Regions from separate parts of the Mus musculus genome. Here region 1 is linked to region 2. A link is a contact called in public Hi-C data. All regions are on one chromosome and are shown on one strand. The core of a region is the stretch at or near the end of the contact, and the rest is flanking DNA. Distances in the headings are between cores, read along the strand shown. Region 1 has its middle 31 kb from the start of Gm32718. Region 2 overlaps Nhlrc2 (NHL repeat containing 2).

Region 1 (4,401 bases), core at 596-3,095, 170 kb before region 2:
GGAGCATAGAGCGGCCAAGGGCGGCTCCGGGGCTGCGCTGAGCTCAAAGGCGGGGAGGAGCCGCACCCTCACTGCGGAGCTTCTCATCCCTTTGTCCTGGTATCTCCGTGGGGCTTTGAAAGGTGCCATCCAAGTGGCAAGCTGGGAACAGGTCCCCTTTGGAGCCTGCAGCCAGCCACTTCTTTCTGTCAGCGGCCCACCACACCCTCTCCCCCGCCCCCGCCTTTGATTCCCGCGGAGTGGCCCACTGCTCAGCCCTCCTTTTTTCCTTCAGGATGCTACACTTCACCTGGCTTTGAGGACTTTCCCGGGAGCAGATCTCTTCGTGGGCGACTGCTGGCCTCCCAGCGCCTCCCTTCTGCACCCGTGAGGTCCCTAAGATCCGCTGAGCCAGAGGGAAAGCAGCTCTGGGTTGCTCCCTCTCTTCCAGATGCGTTTCTGACTTGGAATCTGGGGGACTCTTCCTCCGGAAGCTATTTCCATCCGTGTATAGCTGGAAACATTGCTGGAGCTTTGATGATAAGTTTGGTGGGATGGGGTTCAAAAGGCATCACACTCAATGGTAGGGAGATTTCTGAGCACAGTTGTCGAGGCCCTTGGTTCCAACACCAACACTGCCATCACCTCCCTAAGAGGTAACTAGAGACTTGCAGCAAGTGGAAACACGCGCTCGGCTGTGTGGCACTGGCAGTCAGAGCAGTTGTTCTGTGGGAATCGTGAAGATGGGCAGTTGCCTCCCATTCCTGCACCTCGCTGTGATGCTTGATGACGATCCTAAGTGTGACATTGCACGAGTCACTATAAGGGGGGGGGGGGGGCGGTGGCTGCTCCTGGCACCCCCAATAGGCCATGTCTAAGATTCCCACAACTCCAGAGTTACCGTGCCATAGCCCAGGCAAGGATCCAACTCCACCACTTGGCATGGAGATCACAGATTGGGAATTGGCTTTTATTGGTATATTGGCACCACTGCCAAGTGTATGTGTTTGTTGATATGGATCTAATGACCTTCCTGAGAGCTACAAAGATGTTAATAAGAAAATGGCAACCCAGACTTCTCATGAATCCAACCCATTATCTAAATTAATGAGCAAGAACACGAGTTCTCAGAACCCTTAGCTTTTGGCCCTCGAGCCAGGCAGGATGCAATGTCATTATGTCCGGTAGACCTTAGGCAGCGCCTGGCTCCAGAACCAAAAGTGAGTGTGTTGCTGCGTCTGTGAGTATGGACTATGTCACTGTCACTTTCAACAGTTACTATCTTAGCCAGATAGTGAGATGTCCGCCTGCTGGGAAAGTCAGCCTGCATTCCCTGCCCCAACCCACTTTCAGGAGGGACAAATGTAGCTAGAGCCCTGTAGGCAGAGGGAGTGACAGGGCCCATGTAGAGGAGACTCCTTAGCCACCCATTCTGGGGCCACTTCTGTGACAGAGGAAGTCTTGTTCCTTGTGGTTTGAGGACATTCCTTCCGGGGTTAAGCCCAGTTTGGAGCCTGTGAGCCTCCAACCCCAAGGCAAGGAGGAAAGAGAGAAACGGGTTCCCCATGTAAAACCCTGCTCACACCCGAGTTTCAGTTCCATGTCCCAAGGCAAAGCAAAAGACCACAGACTGAAGTCACCAGGAGGCAGCCGACAGATCAACAGCTGCCTAGGGAGGGTGCTGGGCCTCAGTGTGCTGGCCAGAGGTCTGTTCTCACGGGCCTTGGTTCCGATGACGATGGCAGGTTCTTTGTTTGTTTCCTAAGAATCCTTGTCATTCTCTGTCTGGTGCTGAGACACTGGGTCCTGGACAAACCAGGACAGATAAAGAGGCTTACCTTAGCTTTCTGTGGTAGGAACTCTGGAACATCCTCCCCCATGCCTGGAGACATTTTGCTATAAATAGGATTCGAACAACATGGCAGTCAGTCAGTGAGAGAACCGCTGTACATCACCAGCTATGTGGCAGAATTAATTCCCATATGCAAAACATTTTATTCCATAAAGGCTTTACAAAGTGTAGGGCTTGAGAAATGAAGTTCACTCTGGCTCTTGCTAAGTGTGAGACCTCAGGAAAGTTTGAGAACCTGGGAGCCTGTATTAGTCTGCAGTAGCAACCATAATAAAATACCAAGGATCAGGTGGCTTAAAATAGAGACCCCCCCCCTCCATATTGAAAGCCAAAACTTCTGGACAAAAGTGTGGGGAGAGGTTGGCTGCTTCTGTGGCAGGCCTCCCTCTTGTCTTTGCGGGACTCCCTTGCTCTGTGTTCACGTGATCTTGCCTGGGTGTTTGCATTTGTACTCTAATCTCTCTTTATAAAGACACCAGTCAGATTGGATTAGAGCTCACCCCAGTGACCCCATTTTAATGTAATTACTTCTTTTAAGGCGCTATCTCAAACATAGGTTCATATCCTGGGGATTTGGGAAGGGCATGGCATGGTTCAGTTTCCTCACTGGTAAAATTGGAATCAAGCTCGTTCTCTTTTCTTGAGATGCAAATGAGATCAAGTAAGAAAAGGAACCGTGGAGGGTTCCAAGTGCTATAAATAAAAGCAGGCTGTCACTCTATAGGTAGGACAGAGAGCTCACCACAGCGCGTCTGGTGGGTGGGTTGGGGTCTGTGGACGTTTTAGTCTCCGCACACCTAACATCTGGAGACCAAGTTCTGTTTGGAAAGACAAACTTTCGATGATACAAAATGGCATGTCTTCTTGGGACTTTGAGCCTTGAGAAATAACACCAGTCCTTGTATCTGTCCCTCCTCACCAATTACATACATTCTCTGTGTCAGACGATGCAAACGGAAGTAAGGCTGCTGCAGTCCGTAGGGATCTGGGTGGGTAGAAGACATCTCTCTGGCTGCTGTGACTCCCTGGGAGCCTCACTGAGCACAGTCTTGCCTTCCTTCAGCAGATTTTGCCTAACCCTTCCTCAGTCACCAAGGCTGTTCAGGACCTGGACACTTGGAGGTCAGCCTGGGTCTGGGACTGAGGCCGCATGGTCTAAAAACTAAGGCAGGGGCAGAATTCAGGTTCTCTACTCTTCCGTGTCTATTACGGGATAGCTGACCCAGCGAGATCATTCTGGATTCTATGAAAACCAAGAGCCAGTGATGTTTGCGCACAGAAGCCCTAAGAGTTTACACTTGAAATGCAATGGTGTCTCTTCCCACCCAGACCCCTATGGAGTGCAGCAGCCCCTCTTCCGTTTGCATCATCTGACACAGAGTATGTGTGTAGTTGTCGAGGAGGGACAGATACAAGGACTAGTGTTATTTCTCAGTAACACTATAATAATGAAACACTTAGAAGATTTTACAATATCTAAAAGACTTTAAGGCTATTAACACTTGCTTTTTGATAGCGAGAGAAGCATTAGTAGTTTTGATTACAGAGTTTTCCCCTTTGGTCAAGGGTTGGAACTACAACCCAGGCCTTCTGCATGCTAGGCTGGTGCTCTACCACTGAGTCCTCTCAGATACTAGGGACCTTGGCCACCAAACTTAACTTCTTGCCTTGAAACTCCAGGCTGTTTTGCAGGGGAGGACGTCGTTTTCACTTGGACTTCAGTCTTGCTGTATTCCCAAATCAGAACTGGAAATGGGAATTATGAAGCCAAAAATATCAAACAGCCTTAGACTCTTGGTTAAAAACATCCGTGGCAACACACGACTAAGCTTCCCTCCCCCAAGCCTGACATTTGATTATAAGAGGAAAACCGCAAGCCAAACTTAGCGAACAATGTTATAATTAACTCACAAGCCCTCTTGGGCTCACTAGTGGTTTTTAGGTCTCAGACATGATGTCGGATGTTACTTAGTAGCGATACAGGAGGGAACAAAGCCACACTTTGCTCTGTCACTGAACAGCAGCCCCAGCCCGGTTCCCTCCCCTCTCAATTATTCAATATGGAGTTTCCAGGCACAAGGGAATCATTTGCATGTGATTCATTTACATAAATCAGGGTCAAAGTTATATGTTTATGTTACGTGGGGTTCTTAACAGCAAACAAGAGTCAAATCTGACCCTCTGAGGAAGAGATGGGAATGTAGTAGTACCACACGACTCCCAAAATCCTTGAAGGTTGAAGCGCAGGGCAAAACGTCAGTAGCAAATTCCAGCCAGTTACAGGTGTTCTTGGACACCCACTGCCTTTATCTTTGGTAGTGTCACTGCAACACACTCTGAGGCCTTCCTTCCCACTGGGTAACGTGCTTGTGGTGGCCTCCTGCCTGTCAGCGTGACCCCAAATTTTAACCAGGCTCTCTTCACCTTGAGGTTTAGCTCCCATCCTGATGCCTGTTGCTTTTGCCTGGGCTGAACCTGTTCTGTTGACAGTGGTATCCAGGCTTCATCTTGATTAGTGTTTAAGCAGGAATCCCAGACAGACCATACAGAGACAGAAACCCCTGGGCTGC
Region 2 (4,538 bases), core at 1,149-3,648:
AAAATATATTAATCCATCTACAAACACTTTAAAATGCATAGCAAGGAAATTCTTTCAGGACTAAGCCATGTCTAGAAATACCAGTATCTGAACTTGTATACTGGATTTCCACTGCATTGTTTAGGCATGACATCCTCACAGCAGAGCACCTCTATGCTCACAAATGACATCATTTACCCACACAAGATGGCAACAGTCTCTAACGTGATCATCCATGAAGCATACCTTGAAGGAGTAACAGACTGGTGGAGGTCTTGATTCCTTAAGGCGTGAAGTAATGACAGTAACGGCGTCTCTTACAGAGAGACCTAAAGCTATACCATCAGCCCATGGACAGTGAGGAAGCCCTACTTCAAAGAGAAGCCAATCTGAAGTCAGTCACACGGGGTCCTGTTCTCTGCTGTAGAACACTGAGAAATTACTAGGAATTTTAGAAAAATGATCACTGCAACACGTTCCCCACTTGAGTCCCTGTGGAAGCCCAGCTCCTCAGCAAAGGCTCGACAGGAATACAGCTGTTTCTGTAGCTGAGGGCGGAGGTCACGGGCTGAGTTGGGGCTCTGGCTTAGTTTTTGAGGGTAACTTGCAATGATGACATCACAGGCATGCACCGACAATACATTCCAACCCTGTGCCAACAATTATGTTTCTGGTGGAACTAAAAATAGAGACAAGCAGTCTTTAAAATAGAAGATACCCCAATGGCTACACTAGGAACGTATGTGCTTTCATCCCCACTGGCATCATTTGATTGTTTGATCTTATTTATCTCAACATATTTTCTCATGAAACTAGGTTCAGAATAATAAAAATCCTCTTTAAAGAGTCTGTATCTCAGAGGGCGGAACCTCACCTCCCTTTTGTTTTATTTTGTTTTATTTATTCCATGTGGAAAGCTGAAACTAAGCAACCCAAGAGTTACTAGAGCTTCAGATTTCACTTTCAAACAGCAACACTGCTCACGCCCACGTCTGAGCCAGGCCAGGCACTCTAGTATGTAGGTCCAGTGTTTATTTCTAACCCACAGCTGAGGGCGGCCACAGGTGGAAGTGTACTGGAAAGTCCTTGCGGTTCTTTCCTTGGGTCGGGAGGCTGTCGAGAGCAGTGTCCACAGGCACACAGGAGTGACGTGCAAGGGGAGCAAAGGACACACCACACAATGAGTAACTACACCTAGACGCACATTCCACAAGCGTCTAGGGTTTTAGTTTTCAACTCTGACCTCTGACAATGATTAAACCAAAGCACCACGCCATGGCGAAAGCTATCCTAGCAGAGCCTGCAGGCAGGGCTGTGTCCTATTCTGGGCCAGCCTGTGTGCTCATAGCGGCCACCCGAGAGCCAAGGCGCCAGCCTACACAAGCCGGCACAGGCAGGAGACAAGGCTGATTAGCCACAGAATGCCACCTCGCTTGATTACCAAGCCTCTAACTTTAACGACCATTCTGTCTATTACCCTAACGCAAAGAAACTGGAAAAAGGAAATTCTATTAAGCCAGGTTAAAACAGTGACTCAGGCGAGGGCTCATTCTTCATGTCGGCTTTGAAACACGGGTGGAAAAAGCAATCTTGGTGATTATCACGCAGGTCTGCCTCAAGGTATGTGACTCTGTCACACTGTCATTTCTGACCCATGTAGTGCGCTGCTCACTGAACCATAGTACTGCTTCACGACCACACTACTTCACAATGGACAGACGCTGCACTGGGATGCCCCTAAAAACCACCACTGGCACACGCAGGACATCTTGTCTCACACTGCCACGCTGATTTCAGGAACAACTCCTGAGTCACCAGGGAGCCTGCACAGCAGACCATTAAGGCTGCAGGAAGGCAGAGGACTTTATTCCTCTACACCTCACTTGGTTCACAAAACACACTGTGTCCGATATGGGTAGACGTCTCCAGGCCTGCACCAGCCATGCTCGTTATGGTGGACTGGCTGCTGGGACAGTCCTGTTGAGCTAACTGGGATGTCTACACATACTCCTGCCAAGAAAAAACTGTGGATAGTCACTGAAATTAAGGGCACAGAAAATCCTCTGGGAACCAATGATTATATAGACCATTCCAAGGCCCAGATGATAAGAATCTATGAGAAGTCATGTAAGTTGAATGACTTTAATGAATTTAAATGAATTTTACAAACACGCATTCCCAGGGCTCCTGGAATCCTCTGGACTGATAAGTTACTACATGAAGGAATGAAATATGTGACCTTGCAAGTTTGGGAGACGACAGAGTAGGCAGTGGGGCAGACAGCTGTCCACTTCCTCTGTGTACACTCTTAGTGCTGATGTGACTGTTCAAGGAGGAGGGACTCTATCCTAAGGCTGTTGTGAGGATTGCGTGTGGTCAGCACACAGAAGGGAAACTCCCAGCAGGGAGCGAGAACTCAATGAAGGTAAGCCTCCTTCTGCCCTCGTCTGAAGGCCGGGGGGTAGGTCCCCACTTTCCACACTGTAGGGAGCCTCGGTTAAGCTCTGCTGCTGTCAGCCAGCACCCACATACTAGGTCCTGTTCTAGGCACTGGACGCTACCCCAGGAGCTTCGTACCCAACATGCCGAAGCAGCTTCCTTCTCTGGAACATTCACACCTAGTCTGTAACGTTATTCTCAAGTACTTTGAAGACTGCAGAGGGCACCGCCCCAGGGTGAGAGCACCCACCAGGGCACGCAGGTTATAATCTGAAGATTCTTGTACAAGCTGTTAAGAGTGTGGTGTGTCTCCAGCTATGTCTGGATCCTCTATGGAAAAGCCGTATTCATTAAAGCTCCAGAAGGCCTTTTTAAATACTTCAATACAGTAGAGAGGTGCTTCTTTATAAACAATATTGTTTATGAAATGGTAATACATTCTACCATAAAGTGTTCTTTTTCTTCTCGAGCCCAGATTCTACTGGGACTGCTAACATGTCAAATGGTGGAGAAAGATTTTGCTTTAGAAACTGGAGTTGTAAAAAAAAAAAAAAGTCAAGCCCATGTCTGTGGCCATAAATTATTGTCATTATTAGAACTAAACTGATAAGTAGCAGTTCATAAATTACTCCCTGCTAAATGCCGTGGGAGCATTTTACTGAAGCCTGGCGGCAAGCCCAGGCTTGGTCCAGCAGCCCAGCTCTGCAGGGCAAGACACTGCTAGAGTCTATACTCCTGCCACTATACCATGCTAAACAATAAAACACCGTAATTATCCCTGTCCTCACCAACTACAATTTTAAAGGAAACTGGTAAATGAAAGGACTCTAAATAGACCCCCATCTTTGGTAACAGAAGTGGCTTTAGAAAAATTATTAGTGCTTACAATTCAGATTATTTTAGTATCTTTGAGAAGATTAGATTACTCTCTAAAGTACTGGCCATTGAGTATTCTCAGAGGTAGAATTTCAGTGAGACAGCACGGGCTTGCTCATTTAGAGCTTAGGTGACACGGCCCCTGCACGTGGCTTTATGTTACTGTTCACTACAAAACATAGCTTTTCGTGATTTCATTTTCCTCCTGAGGACTGAACCCAGGGCCTCTGCGCACGGCAAAGAACCATCTTCCAAATGAGTTAACAACTCTGATCTTTGCCAAGCCAGAGGCAAAGGCAGAAGCTGAAGACTTTTCCCTGGATGGAGAAAGACAGTCAGTTCCGCGTATGTGGAGAAACCATGGTTACACATGTTCATTAAGTCCTAGATTTCCCACACTGCAAAACAGAGGCCCACATAACCTATCTCAGTGGTGTGAGCCCCAAGGCAGACAGAGTTGTCTCAGGACAACTACAAGGCTCTCAGAGAGGACAGGAGACGCTGCAGCTCCAGAAGTGCTGTGACCAAGGTTTCCTCCTGGCAGACACTGTGTCAGTCCTGACCCTAGGAAAGCGCACTCTGCTCACTGAGCACCTTCTCCGTCCATCCCCACTAACATTCTGCTGTGACCAGCAGTGCAGAGAGGCAGGTGGGTGGGGTGTGCAGCCACCGAGATCCCCGCAGTCACTGAAGACTCAAGTAAGATCCTACCCAGGCAAAGGGAAAATCAAGGGAGTTAAAGAATATTTTGGGATTTTTAAGGTACATCAAACTACAGAATACATGCTTGTATTTTCAGAGTGAAAAATAATTTCCACACAAGCTAAACTGTATATACCCTGTTTTAGAGAGTGAAACTGTTTATGTCCTCAAACAGGAAATGACTGAACCAAAATATTCTCATCCCGTCCAACTGGAAATAAACGAGGAATCCAACAAATCAACGAGGGCTGCGGCGCTCTGAGGCCCTCCACAGACCACCAGCTCCAGGCTGGAGCTGCAGAGCCGCTGCCTTGGCTGGTTCTAGGTGCAAAGGTTTCTGAGGTAACCACGGGCAACTCTAAACAGGACCCCTCCCTTTCACGTTCGCCTTGCTCCTGAGAAACAGCATTTCTAAGTTAATAACGGAAGTCAGCAAGTTTTCACTTCAGATTTTTTTTTTTTTTTAGTTAACTGAACAATAAAACAAGCAAATGTTACCTATCAAAAACTACTGCAAAAATTAACTAATAAATAGGTAGACT

Evidence for each region. Hi-C and Micro-C count contacts between places; a contact is called where the count stands out from the background.
Region 1: a Hi-C map of Kupffer cells shows a contact between it and region 2, with 5 times the contacts expected there. The contact joins two enhancer-like sites. A contact is called at or near these places in 2 of 39 promoter capture datasets (the C10 cell line and liver), 1 of 15 datasets of contacts at CTCF or cohesin (CD8 T cells), 18 of 484 Hi-C or Micro-C datasets (the AML12 cell line, the Ba/F3 cell line, the G1E-ER4 cell line and 11 more), 3 of 115 datasets of contacts at active chromatin or transcription factors (bone marrow-derived dendritic cells, cardiomyocytes and neural tube) and 1 of 9 other capture datasets (embryonic stem cells).

Annotation. Positions count from the first base shown.
Region 1 is chr19:56,771,710-56,776,110 of GRCm38.p6, reverse strand. No RefSeq gene overlaps it. Among named protein-coding and RNA genes, the nearest start is that of Gm32718, 31 kb to the right of the region's middle. Within about 2 kb of position 1,845, at least 44 of the 459 cell types and tissues checked have an H3K27ac peak or open chromatin away from gene starts, as enhancers often do. A contact at or near this core is called in Kupffer cells, where this site is marked.
Region 2 is chr19:56,598,746-56,603,283 of GRCm38.p6, reverse strand. It overlaps Nhlrc2 (NHL repeat containing 2), which reads right to left. Exons shown (of 11, transcript NM_025811.3): 11 at 4,438-4,538. Among named protein-coding and RNA genes, the nearest start is that of Nhlrc2, 53 kb to the right of the region's middle. Within about 2 kb of position 2,398, at least 36 of the 459 cell types and tissues checked have an H3K27ac peak or open chromatin away from gene starts, as enhancers often do. A contact at or near this core is called in Kupffer cells, where this site is marked.